Regions from separate parts of the Mus musculus genome. Here regions 1, 2, 4, 5, 6 and 7 are each linked to region 3. Evidence: chromatin contacts called from public Hi-C, HiChIP or PLAC-seq and promoter capture Hi-C data. All regions are on one chromosome and are shown on one strand. The core of a region is the stretch at or near the end of the contact, and the rest is flanking DNA. Distances in the headings are between cores, read along the strand shown.

Region 1 (3,026 bases), core at 455-2,954, 3.5 Mb before region 3:
CTCGAACTCAGAAATCCGCCTGTCTCTGCCTCCCATGTGCTGGGATTAAAGACGTGCACCACCACTGCCCGGCTACAGCATTTCTCTTAACCTATGGCCCATATTCAGGAGCCCCTCATCTGCCCTCTGTCACCTAGTAGGTAATACGGAGTCTATAAAAACATCCATTATCAATCACTGTAGTGCAATGTCAGCTTTCAAAGATAAGTAGGGTGATACCCCCAACAACAACGATAAAATTAGGTAAGATTCCCGAAATCCCAGTTTTCCCTCCCTCCACACACACAAGGTATGAACTGAGATATAGAGAAGAAAACGGGGTGAGAATCTCTCTTCTCTCTCTCTCCCTCCCTCTTTCCTCTTCTCTCCTCTCCCCTCCCTTCTCTCCTTATGTTTGTTGACACCTTTCCTCTCTTCTCTTCTCTCTCTCTCCCTCCCTCCCTCTTTCCTCTTCTCTCCTCTCCCTTCCCTTCTCTCCTTATGTTTGTTGACACCTTTCCTCTCTTCTCTCTTCTCTTCTCTCTCCCTCCCTCCCTCCCTCTTTCCTCTTCTCTCCTCTCCCTTCCCTTCTCTCCTTATGTTTGTTGACACCTTTCCTCTCTTCTCTCTTCTCTTCTCTCTCCCTCCCTCCCTCCCTCTTTCCTCTTCTCTCCTCTCCCCTCCCTTCTCTCCTTATGTTTGTTGACACCTTTCCTCTCTTCTCTCTCTTCTCTTCTCTCTCCCTCCCTCCCTCTTTCCTCTTCTCTCCCTCCTCTCCTTATGTTTGCTGACACCTTTCCTCTCTTCTCTCTCTTCTCTTCTCTCTCCCTCCCTCCCTCCCTCCCTCCCTCTTTCCTCTTCTCTCCTCTCCCCTCCCTCCTCTCCTTATGTTTCATCCCAGCAGTTGGGAGGAGCAGAGGCAGATGAATCAGCCTGGTCTAAAGAGCGAGTTCCTGGACAGCCGGTGCTACAAGGAGAAACCCTGTCTCCAAAACAAACAAACAAACAAACCCACCCCTGGGGGTGAACCTGCTGGCAAGGTCTCTCCCTTATTAGTACCAAATCACTGGGATCTCAGATAAGTAAGTCACCTAGGAGATCCCCGGGCTGCCAACCCCTCCAGGACTCCCCTCTATGTATCCCTCCCCGGGGAGGTTCACGAATGGCGGTCGGAATCTACTGTCCGCGATTGAACCTGAGGAAAAAAAGCCCAGACAAGCGTGGCCAGAGTGATTAAAAAGGAAGTGATCCCATACCGGAAGCCTGGGACCCGCCGAGCATGGCTTGCGGGAGGGGAGAGGGTGGGGCCCGTGCTTGTGAACCCGGATCGGTGGTAACCACAGGACCCGACTCCATTATTTTGGTGAGAAAATGTGAGCCGAGCTGGTTGCCCTAGCTAAGAATCCACCGTCCATGGTTCCTGGGTTTTGCAGCCTAATTACGGAGAGCGTGGACTGGACGTCAGCACTACTTAGATATGGCGGCGTCGGTCTCACCAAAGTTTCTGCGCATGTGCGCCGACTCAGAAGCCTAGCTAGTACTTCAGAGGTCCGCCAGAAGACGGGCGTGGCGCTGTTTCTAAAAGTGCGCATGCTTTACCCGGCTCAAAGGGCGCCTCTCATCCTAGCGCTTGATTGGTTGGTGAGCACGCTGTTTTCATCTGCGCGTGCGTCTCTACCTCTGACCCGGAAGTTTTCGCTTTGCATAAAAGCGCTAGTCCGCTGCGCGCGGCCTCTTCCTGTCTGTATCAGGGCGGCGCGTGGTCCACGCCGAGCGACTGAGAAGCCCAGTCTGCGCCCTCAGGTGAGGCTGCGGAGGGACACGGAGTTCAGAAGAGGTGACCATGAGTGTTCTAAGGCACATCTGGGGGGCCGGAGGCCGAACCTGAAGCCTGGGCGTGACCGCTTGGATCTCACCGTTTCTCTGCGAAAAAGGGTGCCTAGGGAAACTCGGCACGGGCCGAGTTAGTCTTCGCCTCTTGTTTGCACTGTTTTGACTTCATACTTTGCACACACGGGACTCCAGGGAAATCACTTGGGTCATATACCATAAACATAAATCTAGGTTTGCTTAGTTTTGTGATGACTCTTTTGCTCAGTACACGTTCTAAGTGCACAACGGAAATCTGATGGGAGCTGATGAGTATACGGCTTCATGAACCATCATACTGTGGTCCATGTACCAGCTGATTAGCGGGGTGACTGCCGAGTTACTTTAGAATCCTGAGTGGTTTTCCTGGGTTTGGAGAGCTGTTCAAAGCTTTCTGGGTCTCCCCTTCATGTCCCAGTTTGCCACAAAGTGAGAGTTCGTCTGAAGAGTTTGGGGTCAGAGTGACTGCTCCAGCATGTCTAGGCAGTAACGGTTTCTTGCCATTCTCCTGTCCCCAGGATGACTGAGTGGGAAGCAGCCACACCAGCGGTGGCAGAGACCCCTGACATCAAGCTCTTTGGGAAATGGAGCACTGATGACGTGCAGATCAACGATATTTCTCTGCAGGTAAAAGGAACTTAATGATTGTTCTTTGTGATGATTTTTTTAATTGAGACCAGGTGTGGATGAGCTTCTAGTTCAGAAAAGGGCATAAAACAACCAGTGGATGTACAAGACAGGTAGAAGAGCAATAACTGGACAGCTACACCCACGCCTAATACAAACTGGCACTAAAAGATGTTAGAGTGTGGTTTTTATCCCGTATTTTTCTAATCGTGTGTCTCTTGAGACAGAGTCAGGGTCTTGCTGTGTAGCCCTTGCTGGCTGCCTGGAGCTCTTTGAGATCTTGCCTCTGTCTCCCATGTGCCACTACACCTGACTTGATGTCCCCTTTCGTTTGTATATTCAGTTAGTGGGTATCAATTGAAAAGATGGCTTTAGTCAACTGAACCATGTTGGCACCCTTGTCAAAAGCAGTTGGTAAGCTGCTATCAGCCTACAGCAAGAGGAATTTGAGTATGAGACCAGTTGGTGCTATGAATGTTCCCTGCTGCCCTCCCCTGAAAAATGTCAGTTGGCTATGGGTACTGTTATGGCTAAGTTAGTATGGGAGCTAT
Region 2 (2,919 bases), core at 308-2,807, 3.0 Mb after region 3:
GCTCAACCTCACACACCCTGTAAGTAGTCAGTCTCACACAAGCTCAGGGTGAGCCATCCTGACTCTGCCCCAGTGTGGCCAGGATCACCACCGCCCTCCCCACCGCACAATCTCAGACCCAAGGGGCCATGCTCCATATGCAGCTTCCCACAGCTCAGCCGCAGCCATCTGCCACTCGAGCTGTCCCCGGCACTCACAGGAGCCCCAAGAGAGCTTCACTAGTCCACAGCAGGCTTGCCCCACACTCACGTGTGTGCACGTATACACACACACACACCTAAGTAAACCTCAGCTTGCAGACACAGTCACCCACATACCCACACACAGCCAACAGTTAGTCAGTGACAGTCACATATCACTGACACAATTCCACACACTCCACCCCCACTGCCACGCAACACCTAGATCCAACCCCATTCCCTGCCACACATGGCCATCTGTGTGAATCAACCACAAGTATACAGTTGACCCAGTATCTCAGTCACACATGCTCAGTGCTATGCACAGTCCGCATGTAACACACACACACACACACACACAGGAGACAGACAAGATCATCCACATTCACTCTGTCCCCATCACTGAGTAACATGGTAGCTCATTTCTTTTACACTCTTACCCACAATGTGACTCTTTCTTACTTTTAAAATATATATAATTTTATATATACATATGTATGTGTATATATATGTTGATACAGATTTTCTCTAATATATATACATATGTATGAATATGTATACATTGACACAGAATTTCTCTGTGTAGCCCTGGCTGTCTTCAGAGATCCGCCTGTCTCTGCCTCCCGAGTGCTGGGATTATAGGTGTGCATCATGATGCCTGGTCCCTAGTCAACTTTTTTCCCTTTATGTACTTATTGTGTGTGCAGAGGCACATGGATTGCCAAGAGAACAACTTGCAACTTAAGGGAGGAGTCCTTTCTCTCCTCCCACCTTTCGGATCCTGTGGATCAAACTTGAGAAATAGACAGTTTGGCATCAACACCTTTACTCTCCTTGCTGGCCCACGTTCCTTTTCTTTTTCTCCCTCCCTTTGGCATCTGTACCCACATCCGCCCTCCTTCTGTCTCTCTCCCTTGAGTACGAAGCCCAGGCTCGCTCGCCTCCAACTCCGCTCCTCCCGCCTCAGTTTCCACAGTGCGCCCTGCCTTACTCTCCCTCTCTTTGCACACCTCGCGCAGGCTCCCTTACCATGCATGTCTTGCACCCTCAGGCTGCAGCGGGGGACCCTCCGACAGCCGGCCAGCCCCTCCCCGCGGCCGCGGAGACCCTGCACCGGACTTCGCGTCACAAGGCCCCGCCCCGCCCGCAGCTGTTTTTCTACTCCGCTAGGGGCCGGGCGGGGCTCCGCGGGGACCCCGAGGCTCATCCCGGCCACCAGGTCCCTGGCTCCCTCCCTCCATCCCTGCGGCCCCCTCGGGAATCCCGAAGCAGCCGCCGCCGTCCCCCGTGCCCACCTGACGGCCGCCCGCCCGAGCCGCCTCGCTGCGCGGAGACCGGGCTGCTCCCGCTGCGCGGCCGCCGCCTTCCCGGAGGCTCCTGAGGGAGGTGGGGCAGGGCAAAGCCACGCCCCCGCAGGTGCGCAGGCCGCGCCCTCCGCCAGCACACATTGAGAAACCTGTGGTCTAGAGGCGGGGCGGGGCCGATGGAGGCAACGCACGCCCCCGCAGGCGCCCAGGCCACGCCCTCTGCCGCAGCATTCGGTGAAACCTGCGTTCCGAGAACTTCTGAAAACTTTATCTGGGGGCCTTCGAGAAGGCTCAGACAGTAAGGGTGCATGCTGCCAATCCTGAGGAGCTGAGTTCGATCCCTGAGACCTTCAGGGTGGACAGAGACGGACTCCCACATGTTGTTTTCTGACTTCTACATGTGTCCAGTCATACATACACAAATATGGAATAAACAGATGGCTCATCAGGTAAGAGTGCTGGCTGCTTTTGCAGAGGACCCAGGTTCGATTTCCAGAACCCACATGTCGGCTCAAAATCATCTGTAATTCCAGTTCCAGGGAGATCCAGCACTTTCTTCCAGGGCCTCCACAGACACACATAAAATAAAGATAAAAATCTCCAAAAAATATTGTTTTAATAATTACAACCTGAAGACCTTGCACAACTATTCCTGGCTGAGAAGATGGTAAGGGCGCTAGCTGCCAAGCTTGACAGCCTGAGTTTCATCTCCAAGAACCATGAAAACTGACTCCTGGGAATTATTCCGGAGTTGGTCAAGGAGAGCCTGGATGGATTCACATGCATGGATGGAACGTGGGCACCCACACACGTGCATTTGTGTATACATACGGACACATAAGTAAGAGGGGTTTTCTTTATTTTAAAGATTTATATTACTGTGCATTGGTGTTCTGCCTGTAGATCTGGGTGAGGGCATCAGATCCTCTGGAACTGGAGTTACAGACAATTGTGAGCCACCATGTGGGTGCTGGGAATTGAACTTGGGTCTTCTGGAAGACCTGAATTGATTAACATGAGCTAACAGTAGTGTGTGCACTGCTGGGAGTGGTACCCAGAGCCCTGTGAATACAAGGAAAAAGCATCTACTATTTAGCTCTCCCTGCCATATATATATTTATAGATATAGATATAGATGTGTGTGTGTGTGTTGATTTTATTAATTCTCTCTGCCCTCCTTTTCTGAGGCAGGGTCTCACTTAATTCTGAAAATACAGCCACTGTACCCTAGTTACCTTTATTTTATTGAGGGGGGATAGAGTCTCCCTATAAAGCTCAGCTGGGCTCAAACTTACAGTCCTGCCTCAGCCTCCTGAATAGCTCCCATGCTGCAGTATCTAAGAATCTCTTAATGTAGGCTCCTGGGTCTTTAATATTCTACAACGCGTGCCCTGTGTCTCTCTGGTCGTCTTCAAGGTCAAGACTGTAGAGTG
Region 3 (3,090 bases), core at 314-2,813:
GAACGACCGACTCCTGGGACCGGTCTCCGGCTTTCGGTTAAATTTTTTCCCCTCCCATTATTCTCCCACCTAAAACTTTGGGCTCTTCCCGCCTTCCTTCAAACTAGCAATTTTCGGCTCTTCTCGCTTGCTTTGGGGGCGAGTTCCTGAAAGTCATTTACCCTTGAGTTAATTAATCGCCTTTCTAGCCCCACCCGTTCAGCTTATTCGCTAATTCCTATTCGCTCCGCTCAATGTATTTCGGCTACTTCCGCCTCCTCCCGGGATCCCTTCCCTGACTTCGGCTCTTTCCGGACTCTCGCCTCGCCCCCCCCCAGGGGGGGGCTTCTCCCATCCCGAAGCGCTTCGGCTATTTCCGGCTCTCCCGGCCTTCCCTAGCCCCGCCCCCACGACCACCCTTGGTCCTTTAGGTGGGTCTCTGATCCGCTCCGCGTTGCTGCAGTGACCTAGATCTTCCCTCGGCTCTTTCCGGCTTTTTTCAGAGTCTCGTTAATCTCAGCTGTGTTCGGCTCTTTCCGTGCCCTCTCCTCCGCCTCGCCCTTCCGCTTCGGCTCTTTTCGCCGACTTTCGGGCGGGCTGGCTCTGCCCTTCTCCACGTGACGCTCCTCCGGCCTCTCCGCTACCCCCTCCCTCCACGCCCTTCCTCCGGCTTCAGCCTCCGTGCTTGTCCCGGCTGTGCCGCCATTTTGTGTGAATTCCTGACCGCGGCGGGGGCCCGGCAGCTGGGGCATCTAGGGCGGGCAGACAGTCGGCCCATCTCCATAGCCCGATCCCTCTTCTCCCCGATTTTTTTTTAACCATCCCCCCTGCTCGCTCTCCTCTCCCCCCCTTTCCCTTCGCTTGCTCCGTCGCGCGCGGGCCCGCGCTAATTACACCCAACCACCCACCAGTGTCCGTGTCCCCCGGGTCTCAGGCCTTGGGGGGCCGCGTGTGTGTGTGCGTGCGTGTGTGGCGGAAGGGGACCTCTCGTCCCGATGAGGGTCCCGTGCCCGTGAGCGAGTGACCTCAGGGCCAGGCTGCGGAGAAAGCAGGCGGCGGGCGGCCTTGCCGGGGCCTAGGCCTCGCGGCCTACGTGGAAGTCGGCTCAGAGGTGACTCCGAAACCGAAAAAAAAAATACTCGATATCGATCTATGTATCTATATGCCCAGTTCCCATCAGGAGGCCCCGGAGCGCTGAAGTGTGCCCCTCCCGCCACGCCCAAGCAGTCCTTTTTGGTGCATTAACATCCCCTCCCCCTCAAAGGAACGATGGAGGCCGTGCCCGGGACCCCCCCGCCGCCGCCATCAGAGTCGCCACCGCCGCCATCGCCACCGCCGCCATCAACGCCTTCGCCTCCTCCGTGTTCCCCCGACGGCCGCGCGGCCACCCCGCACCTCCTCCACCACCGCCTCCCGCTCCCTGACGACAGGTCAGGCCCCCCGGCCTGGGCCGGGCAGCGTCCCCCGTGGGAGGGGGGGAGGAGGAGGAGGAAGGGGACGGCCGCCATGTTGGGCCGGGCCGCGGAGGAGGAGGAGGAGGAGGAGGAAGGGCGGGGTCGGTGGGTGTCTCTAGCTCGCTCGCTCTTTCTCGCTTCGCTTTCTCTCCCGGCCTCATGCGTTGCCCCCCCTCGCGGCGTTCGCCCGCTCTCCCTCGCTCTCGCTCTGTCTTTTTTTGGGCGCCATGCTGAGGGGAAGGTGAGGAGGCGCCCCCCGGACCCCCCGCGCCCGCCGGTCTGTCGGTCCGTCCGCCCGCCCGGGGCACGGGCCGCCAAGGGGGTGGGCTTGCCGAGGCCCATCAGCCTCCTCGGCCGCCCCTGCTCCGGGAGCTGGCCGTCAGCGGCCTGTCGCCTGGCTTCGGGGAAGGCTTTTGGGGGAGGGGCCCCCGGATTCTCTTGTTTTAGGGGCATCTCCAGCTTGCAGCTCCTCTCTTAAGGGGTTCGGAGTTGGGGGTCTTCCCAATCCCCTACAGTATCCTTTCTCCTGGGGGACGCATACCCTGTCCATTTTGGATAGGTACCCGAGTCTAACGGAGGCAGAAAAATGGGGGTTTGGATCAGCCTTCGCTCTTTCGTTCTAAGGAGGACTCCTTAGGATGGGGGCTCTGGTGCACTTTTAATTTTTTGGCGGGAGGTATTTTCTAGCTTCTCCCTAGAAGGCAGGCAGGTAACGGGTGCATTTCCAGCTCTTTTGATTAAATCCCCTGACCTTCTTTGGAAACCCTATTGGTTTTTTTTTTTTTTTTGGGGGGTCCCTCTCTTTTTGTAGGTAGGTGACAGTCAGTGGTGGAGGGTCCTTAGTTTTAAGGTTTTTGTTTTTTTGCGGGGGGGTTGTATGAAGGTTGCTTTTCCTGCATTGGATAGTAGAGGAAGTTGGCCACCGCTTTCTCCGGGCATCGCCCCCTCTTTGGGGCAAAACAGGGTGCAATCGCCCCCTTGGGAGCAAAGATCTCCCCCGTGTGCTTTGGCAGGACGTGAACTGTGGCGCCTCTTGTCCTCTAGTGCGAAATGGGTTCCCCACGCCCTTCTCTGGCGGGTGATAATGGGACCAGCCCTGCGTGTTTTGAGGATGAGAGGTTTGGGGCCATTTTTGCCCTGCTGGAGCCGAAAGATAAGGGGTACATAGTTTGCTGATTCCTGGGAGCTGGAGTGAGTAGGTTTGAAAATAGGTGGGTTTCAGGGAGCAGAAAAGCTAGTCTTGCAGGCGGGGGTGGGGGTAGGGTGGAGAATGCGCTAGACAGAAGCCTCGCTCGCAGCCGTCAGGGAACCGCAGAGGACCCCTTCAGACCATGGGTCTCAGCCCTTTCTCCCCACTCCCACCTCCTGTTCTCCCTTTCTCCTTCACAGACCCTCCTTTGCCTTTTAAAAGAAATGCCACCCACATTCAAAGACACAGGTGCAGCAGTTTGGTGAGCTTTTTTTACAATTTTTTTTTTCCTGTTTTGTTCTAATTAAATGTATCGTCCTGGGAATCGCAGCCCTTCGCAGTCAAGGAAATAAACAGATTAGCGGAGGTCTGTTCGCTAAGCCCACGTTGGGCTTCCTGGTCCCCTCGGGGGCAGGTGCTTTACTCAAAGGTGCTTGCAAGCTTTATCCGACCTCTAAGGAGTTCTCT
Region 4 (3,074 bases), core at 397-2,896, 3.3 Mb after region 3:
ACCCAGCGCAGGTAATCCCAGAAGCGGTTCAGGGCCTGCTCCCAGGGTTGGTTGCTTTGCCACTCGAGCTGATCTGTCACCTCCGGCTCTCCCTCGGCTAGGCATCCTGTGTAGAGTAAGTTTAAGGCTGGGTCAGGACCTACAGTCTTTTTGGGTCTCTTTGAAGTGGGTCTGGAGGCTGTGGAGTCTGTTTAGATACTACAAGCATGCACTGTCTTGTATCCTATGTAGTTCAGAGCCGAGACTAGGCAGGTGTGGAATTAGAAAATGTATACCCCACTTTTAAGAGCAACTAAGAAATCAACTTTTTATTGTGTGTGTGTGTGTGTGTGTGTGTGTGTGTGTGTGTACCCTTGGAGGTCAGAGTTCTAGAGGGAATTGGCTCTCTCCTTCCACTATGTTGGTCTCAGAGTTAAGTCTTCAAGCTTTATGATAAGCACCTTTACCCACTAAGCCATCAATCCTCTTATAGTTAGGGGAAATCAAGGCCTAAAGAGTATATAAAACAGCTGCTCAGGGCTATTGAATCTCAGAGAGGTCTCAGAACCGCCTCAGCCTCAACCCACCAGCAGAAGAGATCTAGGGCTAGAATAGAGTCCACAGAGGAGCAGAAAAAGCGGCACCACAGCAAGTCCTTGCTCCATACCTGTCAGCAATGTGACCAACAGCACGGCCCACAGAGCCTTCATCTTCGCAATTGTGATTGGCCAGTCTGCGGAGGGAAAAATTGTCTTTGAACACCAGGGGGCGGGGGTGGAGGGACTCCGGCCACCCAGAGAACCCCATCTTCCCTTCTCAGATCTGTGAGCCATCACAAACATCTCCAAAACAGAGCACCCGCTCTTCCCAAAGGTCTGTTTACCTCCCCTTGCCGAGTTCGCTATCTCGGCACCCCGGGGTGGATCCGCTGCCAAAAATTCCAGCTCCCTCTCCTAGGGTTCAAATTCCACTTCACAGAGGGCCAGCGGGTGGTCCAGCTTACATTCCTCTTTCTTCCCGGCTAAGTCCTGCTTTCCATTTTGTGTTAATTTAACACGATTTTTAATCGTCCTCCATCCCTGCGAAGTGGTACCCTCCCACAACTACAGAACTTAGGGAGCTCAGCCATGAGGAGCCACAGTTTGAAACCAGTCCGGGTTACTTGGGGACTGTGATGGAAATCAGTAGGTATTTATATAAAAGCAGCCTAAGGCTCATCCCGAGTTTTTTCGCCATAGGATGGTTCCTAGTTGAGCCGGTACGCCGTGCACCGACAGTCCCGTACTCCTTCCTGGAGGTAACCCCTCCACCTGCTCTGACTCTGGCAAAGGCTAGTTACCTCGAGTCCTTAGTTTGTCCCCCAAGACTTCTATCGTGCTGCCTGCTTTTCCAATTCTTGTGCCTGTTTCCTGGACTCCGGGGGATCTCAAGGTTCCCAGCCCACATCCTACCAAGGTCCCTGGGTGAATCCCCAGCCCAGCTTGTCTTACCAGCTCCTTCCGAAACAAGTCCTTAGCCTCCAGGGTCTGAGCAGGGGATCGGATCCCAGACCGGTCCAATTATAGGACTCCCCCTGTCCCGCCCCCTCCTCAGGGCTAGGGCGGGCTGTGCCAGCCCCCTGTCACGAGGCGGGTTGTTCTCTCCCCCTTCACAGCAGGGCAGAGGAAAGAGGTGGAGTTTGGATGCCTTGTGACCCCCCGCTCCCCTCCCCCGCCAACAAAGGGAGCGGACACCTCATTGAATAATCCAGGCCTTGGTACTGGGGCACTGAGAACCGCTCCTTCCCTTTCCCCGCGGGGTCTGGTGCATTGTAAAGAAAAGAGCTGGCAGCCTAAATGGAAATGGGTGGGTGGGGGCTAAGAGGCTCAGCTTCTGGGGTGAAGATCGTTGTTCTGGGATCCCTCGTTGTTGATTCCTCCACCACAGGTGAACTCTTTCCATTCCAAGGCTGGGACGTGCTCCAGTTCCTTCAGGAGCTGTTCAGTGGTGGCTCCCGATGGGTTTGAAGCCATACATTAAGCCAAGCCCTGGGAAACCAAGCGTTGATGCTCCTGATCTGTTTCTGGCGATTGCCAGATGTGTCACCTTGGGAGGGAAGAGCTACCCCTACAGAGCACATTTTAAAAAGTTGTTTTGAGATAAGATTCTCAGGCTGCCCTCTAACCCACAAAGGTCCTTCTGCCTCTGCTGTAGCATGCTGGGACTGCAGGTGTGCACCCCTGCATGTGCATTTTCCACTCTCAAGCCACTTCTCTTTTCTTTTTCCTCATAAAAGCAGAAGAGCAGGAGCTGGAGAGATGACTCAGAGGTTAGGAGCACTGACTGCATTTCACAGGACCTAGGTTCAAAATCGCAGCACCCACACAGCAGCTCACAACTGTAACACCAAGATCTGCTACCCTCACGAAGGCATACATGCAGGCAAAACACTAATGCACATAAAAAAAAAAAAAAAAAAAAAAAAAGACAAGCCATAAGTCATTCACTGGAACATGGGTCTATAGTGCTAGCCATATGCAAAGCTGAGGCAGGAAGATCCCGAGCTCAGGTAATAGAATGAAGTCCTGGCTAAAAAGTGGAAAAGCCAGCTGGGCGTGGTGGCACATGCCTTTAATCCCATAATCCCAGCACTTGGAGGCAGAGGCAGGTGAATTTCTGAGTTGGAGGCCAGCCTGGTCTACAAAGTGAGTTCCAGGACCGACAGGACTACACAGAGAAACCCTGTCTTGAAAAACAAAAAAAAACCCAACAACAACAAAACCCCCAAAAAGTGGGAAAGCCATTGTACCTGGGAAGTCAGGTAGGACAAGGGGCTCAGAGACCACAGCAAGCTTGCTAGAAGCACTGCCTGCACAAGGTTCCCTGTTCCCAGCTGTTGATGGCAGGAGAGAAGCCACATAGCAGTGTTTGGCACCAGACACGGCAAAACATGATTCTGCAGGATGGGCAGAGGCGGAACACCTGGCTCCAAGGGTACGTACAGGGTGCCTGGCCAGGCCCAGGCCTGTTAGCTTTGGCTTCAGAAAACACTGGCAAGGACTGGGTGTGGTGAGATGATTTTCATGGGTTGCTAAGGGCCAGCTCCCATCTCCAGC
Region 5 (2,973 bases), core at 213-2,712, 3.2 Mb after region 3:
CCACAGCCTGGCAGTCGTGTCTGTCTGTTCCTGGACAAGCAGGTTAGCTTCCATAGAACACGGCCAGTGGGTGACCTCACTTCACAGGCTCCACCCAAGCAAAACACAATTCAGCTCAGAAATGGGATTAGCCTGTGTCCATCTCCCCAGCAACCTTTTCCCTTTCAAAGCCATCAAAGCCAATGCACTCCTCCAAGTGCCCGTCCAGTTCCACCTCCCCACCAACAGGCCTAGATCTTAGATCTTCCCATCTCCCAACATGTAAGTCACCTTCTGTTGAGTAGGGAATACTGCCGAGTCCTTCCCCAGGTAAACCCTGGTAAAAGCGGGCTCCGCGTTCTGCTGCCGAACCTTACTGCGGAATTCCTCGCACACAGGCAAACTGGCCACCTCGTCCTCTGCTTTACTACCTGCTGCCTCTGACCCTCCTTTCCCAGTCGGAGGGTTTACAAACTTCTGTACAGTCTGGGTTTATTTCCGTCCTCGTTTCAGCCAAAAGAGCAATGGCCATAGCCGGCTACGCTTTGCCTCCTGGTTTACAGACCAGCTGCTTCGCTCTCACCATCCCGTGGACTCAGGCACTTACCTTTCCCCCAATACTATAACCAGGCTCTCTTCATCTATCCCTGAGTGTACCATGAACTCAAAGGCTGGCTGCCAGCCTCCCAAACTCCCAAACAAGGTTAGGCTTTGAAAACCCAGTCCTGTGGACCTTTCCAGCTCTCCCGCCAACCCCTCTCTGCCTCCAGCTCTAACCTAGGCACCGTTGAAATCACCAATAAGTACCATTTGCCGCGGGCCACCTCCGTGGGGGTCGGCCCTATGGCGGTCCCACCCGCCTCTAGGCTCTCCCCCGCAACCCTCGCCAAAGCTACCGTGTCTCCAGGGGTCTTTGGGCTCCACCGCTCCAGACACGATGTCCTCGTCAGATGGGAACGTGACACGCTTGGCAGCAGCCTTAAGGCGGCCATCGGCCGGGGGCGAGGTCCCGGTAGGAGACTCAGCTTCGGCGGAGGCCTCCTCGGTCTCGGCCTCCGCGTCCGCGTCGGCGTCCGCGCCCGGCCCGGGCGGAGCCTCCTGCGGCGGGATCTCCATCGCCGCCGCCTCCTCCTCCTCACGGGGGCCCCGGGGACATGCCCCGGGCCCCGGACTCGTCTCTCCGGGTCCTCCCGCCGTTCCGGGGCATGGGCTTCGCCGCTGCCTCAAGCGCCGCCTCCGTCCGCTCCGTTCGTCGTCGTCGTCGTCGTCGTCGTCGCAGTCGCCGGGAGCCCCAACGCGCCTCCGCCGAGCTCCGCGAGTACCTGCTCTTCCGCAGCCACACTTTCGCTACAAGCCGAAGGGCCCGCTGCGTACCGAGAAAAGCATAGCACCGACTCAAGCTTTTGCTCTGAAAAAAAACCGTGTCGAGGACGACAGGAAGACCGGAACAAAGAACAGTAAGCTCCGCGGAAAAAAGAAACGTGACCGGCGAATCTGCAGAGCCAAACTGCAGAACACAGAGGCGGGGCCTATGAACGCTGTCTCCCGGAGCGCCGCGCATGCGCGAGTTCTAGCCGCCCCCTCCCGCCCCCCACAAGCCAAGCTGTCAACAGTCAGGCTCCCGCACATTCGTCACAAGCCCAAGTAATTCGGGAAAGGATTCAATACAAATCCTATAACCGCGGCCTGCGAGAGGGCTGTCAGCGGCTAAAGCCGTCTGAGTTCGTAAAAATAGAAGAATCGCCTCCACAAAATTGTCCTCTGATTTCTACGCGTCTACAAGAAATGAGTAACTTAAAATATAAAATACGGATCAGATATTAATTAAAAAACCACTTGCTGGACATGGTAGTGACTCGCCTTGTGAACCGAGCCTTGGAGAGGCTGAAGGAGGAGGTTGCGAATTCGAGGCTAGGCTGGATTACAAAGGGAGCCTCAGACAAGCAGGTGCTACAGCAGGAGACCCTGGTGGGGCTAAGCCAAGTACTGGGAGCAGGATAAAGTGATGGAGGTGCTGAGAGCTGAGAGCCAAGCTGAATATCGGATGAGTACGTACAAGTGACAGAAGCGACAGAAGAGCACACTTTAGCACAATTTTCGTCAAAATTGTATCAAATGTAAATTACAATATTAGACGAGTCTGCTAGGTATTCATGAACCTGCTATAAAAACAAAACAAAACAAAAACTGGGAGCAGGAATTCCAAAGGCTCGGGATGAACCAGCTGACCAAACCTGAGCGAGCCTAAGCCACACCTCCAAGGGGTCGATTCCAAAGCTCAGGATTCATCTGGGCACTTTCGCTTTTCCTTCTCAGCTCATTAAAGCCCACTGGCACAGGGACTGAAACCACAGAACGGGATTTGAGGAGGGTCGAGCACAGCATTGCCAAGTAGAGAGCTAGGCTGGAACTGGAGGGAGGCTCCAGTGTGAACTGATAACTGAGACCACTGCTAAGGGTAGCTGCTTTCCTCTTCACAGTTGGGGGTTAGCACACTTTGGAGACTGAGAAGTACCAAAAGCCCCTATAATTAATGCAAACCTTCAGTTACATTCTGAACTCCAAAAGGCATTAAGTGGGCTTTGTTTGGGGGGGGAGGGTTGGGTTTTGTTTGGTTTTACTGGTTCTCATGTAATCCAGGCTGCCCGCTGACTTGCCATGTAGGAAAGACAGGCTTTATCTCTGGCTCCTCCTGCCTCTACACCCCCTTCCCCACACCAAATGCTGGGATTACAGACTTGGGTCACTGTGCTTAGCTAGGAACTGCTTCCAGATATCATGTACTGAAAGATTTCTAGTGACAAGGGGCTGAAACAGGGGACACAGACTCCCTCACTAGACGGCTAGAGCAAACTGAGGAAGGGTAAAACTTCAACGCTAACCACCAACCTGCAGCATTTGCTCCCGGGCACTGGCACGGCACTGGCACACAAGTGTGACCACCACCACCACTCCCAGTCCCCTCCGTGGGAAGACAAACCTGCAGGTGACTGC
Region 6 (3,186 bases), core at 20-2,519, 3.4 Mb before region 3:
CAGATTTCATTACGGATGGTTGTGAGCCACTATGTGATTGCTGGGGTTTGAACTCAGGACCTTTGGAAGAGCAGTCAGTGCTCTTAACTGCTGAGCCATCTCTCCAGGGCTACAGTGTACTCTTATACATAAATAATTCTTTTAAAGAAAAAGTCATCTACAAGTTTTGACCTTACCAGCAATCTACCTTCATCTCATTTTGCCTCAGTCCCAGGGGCCTTAGTCACCTTTTGAACATATATATACACAAATATACTTTCTCCTGAAGTTGCTTCTCCCTTTCTCTGACTTTATAGCATGTACCACAGGTCAGTCAACTGGTCCTCTACTGCCACAACGAAACATCCACCATGTTAAAGATGCCCTTCCCTTTAAAAAAAAATGTTTATTTATGTATCTCTGAGGAGGTCTATGTGTGTACATGCATGTGACTGCAGATGTGTGAGGAGTCCAAATGTGTAGATGTGTGCCTGTAATCACAATACTGAGACAGTGAAAGCAAGAGACACACAGGAGGGGGGGTGGTTAGGGGGAGGAGAAGGGAAGAGGAAGGGAGGGGAGAAAGAATAAAGAGGGAGGGAGGGAGAGAGAGAGAGAAAGGAGAAAAGAATAAGTGATGGTTGTAGCTTGACTGAAACTGTGAACTTGGAGGTCGGAGCAATATAACTTTGCATCTGTTGTTAAACTAGCCAGATTTTATGATGTGGAAATAAGAAAGATAATTAGAAAAGTGCTCATGGAGTATGTCTTCAGTAACCACAAGTTTGACACTTAAGGTAGAGTCTCCTTATGAGTCTCCCTTCCTTCTTCCAGTTCACCCCGAGCATCTCATTGCCCCTGGGCAGCCAGAGGAAGCTTAGGGTGCTTCAACCCTTCCAGACTCCCGGGGCTCCCTCTATCTCTCTTAGATTACCACTCTACCCGGTCTCTCCCTAACAGATCCTGAACACTCCAGCTCAGCCTCACTTCCAAGCAGTTGCACACGGAGTCCCTATTCATCCAACGGCTTTCTATACTGTTTTCCAGAAGTGGGAAACCCTCGGCATTACGCGTAGTGGGGGCGTTGGGACCTTAAAACTGACGTGAATCTACGATTCCCAGTAGCAAGGCAAAACACCAGAGGACGTGAATATGAGCCTACCGTCTCGCTCGCTCGGAGACTCAATGCCCAGGGACTTCAAGCCTGCAAGGACTAGGAAATGGAAAGCATCGGCTACAAGTGCCGTCCTCCCCATTACCCTTCCTCTCCGGTCCCAAGGAGGCGTGTACTAAGTGAAAGGACTCGGCTTATAGATCCCACCCATTTGGCGAGCAAAATAAAGTCACGACTCCGTTGCGCACACAGCCTGAGAAAAAGCTTTTTTTTTTTTTTTTTTTTTTTTTTTTTTTTTTTTTTTGAGAAAAAGCTTTTCATCTGGGTTGTGATTGGCTCAGAGTCTAGAGAGCCTCACAGTCTTGTGGTAAATGTAGTTTCCACCCGGCATCTGGTGAGCGAGGAGCGAGCTTTTGTTCTCCGTGGCATTGACTTAGCGGCATTGTAGAGAACGTAGAGAATGGAGCTAGGCAGAGGTGTCATACACCTTTAATCTCGGTGAGTTCGAGGCCAGCCTGGTTCACAAAGCAAGTTCCAGAACAGCCAGGGCTACACAGAGAAACTGTATTGAGGAAAAACAAAACCGAAACAAACAAACAAAAAATATGGCATGGATATAAATTAACTTCCGTTTAGGACTCTCCTTTTAGAGATTCCCCGCAAGTACCAGTGCCCTGAGATCCTTTTTCTTTGTTTGTTTGGTTGGTTGTTTTTTTTTTTTTTGTTTTTTTTTTGTTGTTGTTGTTGTTTTTGTTTTTGTTTTTCGAGACAGGGTTTCTCTGTATAGCCCTGGCTGTCCTGGAACTCACTATGTAGACCAGTTTGGCCTCGAACTCAGAAATCCGCCTGCCTCTGCCTCCCGAGTGCTGGGATTAAAGGCATGCGTCACCACTGTTCGGTGAGATCCTTTCTTTAATGACATGGAGTGCCCTTCTAATTTAGCGGATTCTGACCCAAAGTTATTAGCATATTTGAAGAGCTTACTAGTACTTCAATTTCACCCGCGGGGCTCCTCTGCCACTTACTGAGTCTGAACTCCCCCTTGACTTGAGCACCCAGGCCTCGATGAGACTCCTGGGGATTCTGAGCTCACTTAGAAGCTGCTGTGATTTGTAGTCTGGTGGTGAATTTTCTGGGTGGCTTGATACTGACTGTGTATACCAGGATAGCTTAGAACTCACAGAGATCTATCTACCTGACCCTGTCTTCTGAGTAATGGGGTTAAAGGCATGAAGGCATGAGCCACCATGCCTGAGAAAAATAATATTAATTTTACATTTATTTGTATGTGCCTGCCATGAGATTTATGTGGAGGTCAAAGGACAACCACAGTAGCCAGTCCCAGGTACTGAGCTCTGATCACTGGGCTTGGTAGCAATCTCACCAGCAAGGGTACTGAGGGTTTAAACTCAGGTCTGTATACGTACACGCAAGCGCTCTTAACCCACTGAACCATCTTCCTAGCCTCGTAACCTTCCTTTTGAGAGATGATATAGCAGGGAGAGAAGTTTCAGAAAATAAGAAAGTCCAAGGTACCAGAAAAAACATACTAGGCAGGCATCCAAAAGAAAATAGACTAGGGGGGGGGGAGAGAGAAAAGGAAACGTTGTAACTTTCAGATACACTTTACTGACCCTGTGGTAGCTTGTGGAGATCATCTCTCTTGGCTTTCTTTCTTTCTTTCTTTCTTTCTTTCTTTCTTTCTTTCTTTCTGTCTGTCTGTCTGTCTGTCTGTCTGTCTGTCTGTCTTTCTCTCTCTCTCTCTCTCGCCCTTCCTTCCTTCCTTCCTTTCTCATATACCACTGAGCTACACCCCTAGCTAGCCCTCTATACTTCTTGAGACAAGATTTTACGGAGTTGCCTAGCTTGGCTTTGAACTTACTATGTAGCCGAGACTGTGAACTTGTAATCCTCCTGCCTCAGTCTCTGGAGAAGCTGGGCTTGCATGCCAATGTCACCACTAGACCTGCTGTGGCTATTTTGTTGCACTTGCTTTCCTATTTTAAAGGTTTGTATATAGCATGTGCCTGCATGAATTTATGAGCACCACCTGTATACAGGTGCCCTTGGAGGCCTGAAGGTATTGGATCCCT
Region 7 (2,892 bases), core at 62-2,561, 3.1 Mb after region 3:
CCCTCGTATGTCCGGCAGCAAGCGACAGCCAGCCACGATATCCAGGCGCTCGGCGAGCGCGCAGAGGTCCCCGCGCGCCAGGCGCACGCTGTGGGCGGCTGCCAGCCCGGTGGCCTGAGCAGCCGCCAGCCTCCCCGCCAGGGCGGCCACATCGCGACCCGCACGGCGGTACACGCCGCTCACCGCAGCCGCTACGTCGTGGTCCAGGCGCGTCTGGCTCTCAGCCAACCGGAGCTGCAGCAGCGAGCGCGCAGGCGCCATGGCAGGGGTCTCCTCCGTGCCCCAAGTCTCCGCCGGATCGCGCTGCACCACGAGCGGGGGCAGGTCGACCGGCACAACCGTGGGCTCGGGCTCAGGCTCCGAGTCGGTCTCCGCCGCCTCCCCGGCCACACGCAGCCCCGTGGGACGGCCGCGCGTAGGGCCCGAGGGACCCAGGTATAGTTCCTCCTCGGACGAGGATGCAGACAGCTCCGAGTCGGTCTCCGCAGCTTCCCCAGGTACCACTGTCCCCGGCCTTCTCCGCCGACCCTGGGATGACTCCATGGCACGGAGCTGGAGAAGAGGAATTGAGCGGACGTGAGGTCCCGAGTCCCAGCCCCTTCACCGCCATCCCCAGCGAGTCCTGACTTGGGCCTCAGTTTCCTCGTGTACACATGGGTTGGAATTGTGCACCTCTGTATCATTTGTGTGCACACCGGGGACATCAAGGACCGTCCAGGCAAAGCCTTAGAACTAGGTCACACGAGATGGCTCAGCTGGGAAAAGGCACTTGCAATCAAACCTGACGCCAAGAGTTCGAACCCAGGGACCCACATGGTGGAAGAAGCGAACTGAGGCCCGTACAGTTGTCCTCTGAGCTCTACACGCGTGCTAGAGACGCACGCGTATATATACATTAACTAATATAAAATAATAATAATGACTTTAATTCCCAGCACCGGAGGAGAGGCAGGAAGATCTCTGTGAGTTCGAGATCAGCCTGATCCTCAATAGTGCCAGGCCATCCAACATTACATACATAGTGAGAACTTGTCTCAAAATAATACTGACAATAATAAAGTAAGTTTTAAAAGCTTTGTAACCAAGAGTTCCCAGAGTCCCACCAGCACAGGCCACACCCTCCACTGTCCTCCTGGCCAGCGAGCACTTGGCCGCAATAGGCACCAGGGCAAACAGAAAGGACAGCCGCCCGAGGGGACCCTTAACAAGAGCCACCGACACCAGAGTCCCGGAAGGAAGGCCATACCGGGTCTCCGAGGCTCCGAGCCCAAGGGGTCCGCTGCCTGGCGGAAGTGAGCCGGTCTCTCGCAGCGTCACGTGAGCCGAGTTATGGCCAATAGGAAAGCGGTTAGACAAGTCGCTTCCGTAGTGTGGGTTTATTTATTTATTTGCTTATGTATTTAGGAAAATTCCGTTTGACGCGTAAATTTATTTTTTTTAATCTTGGACCCTCACAGGAATCAGAGACTCAGCCAATTGGATGTCCGAAGACTCGGGAGCAGGGAGGGAAGCGAAGAAAGGGCGGAAGATGTTAACAGCGCGGCCAAGGAAGGGGCTCGGTGGACCCGCCTCCTGGCTTTCAAGAAGCAGGCGGAGCTAAATAGGATCACCAATCAGATCGGGCCTACCTCCCGAGCTGACCAATGGGAGCCGGAAGCGTTGGCCAGGCGTGAGGGTCGCGAGGCGGCGTATGGCGGACGCGGTGCTATTCGAGTTTCTGCACACCGAGATGGTGGCGGAGCTGTGGGCCCCGGACCCGGACCCAGGCTCGGGGGTGAGCGGCACGCCGTGGCCTCGGGGTGGAGAAGTGGGGTGTGATCGAGCCTTATGGCAGGTCATTGCTGAGGCGGAGCGAGATGACTTGGGTCAAGGCGCTCAGTTCTAGGCCTCGTCCTGGGGCGCCGTTGATAATTAGGGTAATTGGCTGTTATTGGGCTCAGATGAGGGCTCGCCTCACCACCCACTTAGTATGCAACTCAACATCTTTAATCTTCCTATCCTTCCGTTTCCTCCTTAGAAAATGCACCCTCAACCATACCCGGTCTCATCTGTCCCCTCTGCCTGTGTGCTGGATAAAGTGCGTGCTGATCGCGCTACACCCCAGCACACAGTGAGTTTTTTAGTATGGATTTGCCCCTGTAATGAGTAAAGACCCCACCCGGTAATGTGGAAGGTGGCGCTGGGATCACTGAAATATTGTAATCAATAATAGTTACCACCACTTATGTGTTCCTTTGTGCCTTCCTGTGTGTCATACTCCCATCCACCTCCCATTGTCTTCCTTCTCATCCTAGGGAGGTCATGAAGAAGCTGCTTTGTGCAGAGGCACATGCTCTGGGAAGGAGGGAGCCTGCTTCCTCTCTGCTCTGTGTCACCTTGACTCTAATAAAGAGATTAAAATAGCTTTCTGTGAGCCTGCACAGATATGAGCTTGCCCAGGGCTCTCCTCGTAGCTCCTAACTGCTGCCACCGACTGTGTCCGTACTGGGGGCCCTACAGCTGAGGTAATAGAGTTAGTGGGAGTGTGGCCCGATCATCAGGTCTCAGGAGCCTCCCTGATTTTTTGGGAGGGTGGGGGTGGGGGGGTTCGAAACAGGGTTTCTCTGTGTAGCCCTGGCTGTCCTGGAACTCACTCTGTAGACCAGGCTAGCCTCAACTCAGAAATTCACCTGCCTCTGCCTCCCAAGTGCTGGGATTAAAGGCGTGTGCCACCACGCCCGGCTGCCTCCCTGATTTTATAGGCTACATGGCAGTTTGAACTTCCATGACTGTGTGGGAGTTCAAGACCTGCTGCAGAGACTGCTCTGCTCTCTCTTTTCTTCCCTGAGTATCCCTACGCCAACCCGACTCTTGAAGCAGGTTTTCACTGTATGACCCAAGCTGGCTTCTGGT

The links. Promoter capture Hi-C pulls out the DNA fragments that hold promoters and counts their contacts. Hi-C and Micro-C count contacts between places; a contact is called where the count stands out from the background. HiChIP or PLAC-seq counts read pairs in DNA pulled down with a chosen protein or histone mark.
Region 1: a contact with region 3 is called in a promoter capture Hi-C map of the HPC-7 cell line. The contact joins the promoter of Rps5 here to the promoter of Zc3h4 in region 3. A contact is called at or near these places in 2 of 39 promoter capture datasets (the HPC-7 cell line and cranial neural crest).
Region 2: an H3K27ac HiChIP or PLAC-seq map of stem cell-derived neural progenitor cells shows a contact between it and region 3, with 8 times the contacts expected there. The contact joins the promoter of Klc3 here to the promoter of Zc3h4 in region 3. A contact is called at or near these places in 1 of 39 promoter capture datasets (maxillary cranial neural crest) and 2 of 115 datasets of contacts at active chromatin or transcription factors (large pre-B cells and stem cell-derived neural progenitor cells).
Region 4: a contact with region 3 is called in a promoter capture Hi-C map of liver, with 2.3 times the contacts expected there. The contact joins the promoter of Apoe here to the promoter of Zc3h4 in region 3. A contact is called at or near these places in 2 of 39 promoter capture datasets (cranial neural crest and liver).
Region 5: a promoter capture Hi-C map of maxillary cranial neural crest shows a contact between it and region 3. The contact joins the promoter of Ppp1r37 here to the promoter of Zc3h4 in region 3. A contact is called at or near these places in 2 of 39 promoter capture datasets (cranial neural crest and maxillary cranial neural crest) and 1 of 484 Hi-C or Micro-C datasets (B cells).
Region 6: a contact with region 3 is called in a promoter capture Hi-C map of pre-B cells, with 5 times the contacts expected there. The contact joins the promoter of 1810019N24Rik here to the promoter of Zc3h4 in region 3. A contact is called at or near these places in 1 of 39 promoter capture datasets (pre-B cells) and 1 of 484 Hi-C or Micro-C datasets (embryonic retina).
Region 7: a contact with region 3 is called in a Hi-C map of B cells, with 6 read pairs. The contact joins the promoter of Bloc1s3 here to the promoter of Zc3h4 in region 3. A contact is called at or near these places in 1 of 39 promoter capture datasets (cranial neural crest) and 1 of 484 Hi-C or Micro-C datasets (B cells).

What each region holds. Positions count from the first base shown.
Region 1 is chr7:12,920,607-12,923,632 of GRCm38.p6, forward strand. It overlaps Rps5 (ribosomal protein S5), which reads left to right and starts at 1,705. Exons shown (of 6, transcript NM_009095.2): 1 at 1,705-1,782; 2 at 2,367-2,475. The coding sequence starts at 2,368.
Region 2 is chr7:19,402,547-19,405,465 of GRCm38.p6, forward strand. It overlaps Klc3 (kinesin light chain 3), which reads right to left and starts at 1,558. Exons shown (of 13, transcript NM_001286039.1): 1 at 1,475-1,558.
Region 3 is chr7:16,399,633-16,402,722 of GRCm38.p6, forward strand. Zc3h4 (zinc finger CCCH-type containing 4) reads left to right here and starts at 1,564. Exons shown (of 14, transcript NM_198631.2): 1 at 1,564-1,674. The coding sequence starts at 1,661.
Region 4 is chr7:19,697,542-19,700,615 of GRCm38.p6, forward strand. It overlaps Apoe (apolipoprotein E), which reads right to left and starts at 1,647. Exons shown (of 4, transcript NM_009696.4): 1 at 1,470-1,647; 2 at 647-712; 3 at 1-106. The coding sequence starts at 689.
Region 5 is chr7:19,560,936-19,563,908 of GRCm38.p6, forward strand. It overlaps Ppp1r37 (protein phosphatase 1, regulatory subunit 37), which reads right to left and starts at 1,463. Exons shown (of 13, transcript NM_199149.3): 1 at 876-1,463. The coding sequence starts at 1,095.
Region 6 is chr7:12,960,548-12,963,733 of GRCm38.p6, forward strand. 1810019N24Rik (RIKEN cDNA 1810019N24 gene) reads right to left here and starts at 1,270. Exons shown (of 2, transcript NR_166501.1): 1 at 1,142-1,270. Gm29638 (a long non-coding RNA gene) reads left to right here. Exons shown (of 2, transcript XR_391162.4): 2 at 940-1,340.
Region 7 is chr7:19,507,059-19,509,950 of GRCm38.p6, forward strand. Bloc1s3 (biogenesis of lysosomal organelles complex-1, subunit 3) reads right to left here and starts at 1,312. Exons shown (of 2, transcript NM_177692.4): 1 at 1,247-1,312; 2 at 1-552. The coding sequence starts at 543. It overlaps Trappc6a (trafficking protein particle complex 6A), which reads left to right and starts at 1,612. Exons shown (of 6, transcript NM_025960.4): 1 at 1,612-1,774. The coding sequence starts at 1,691.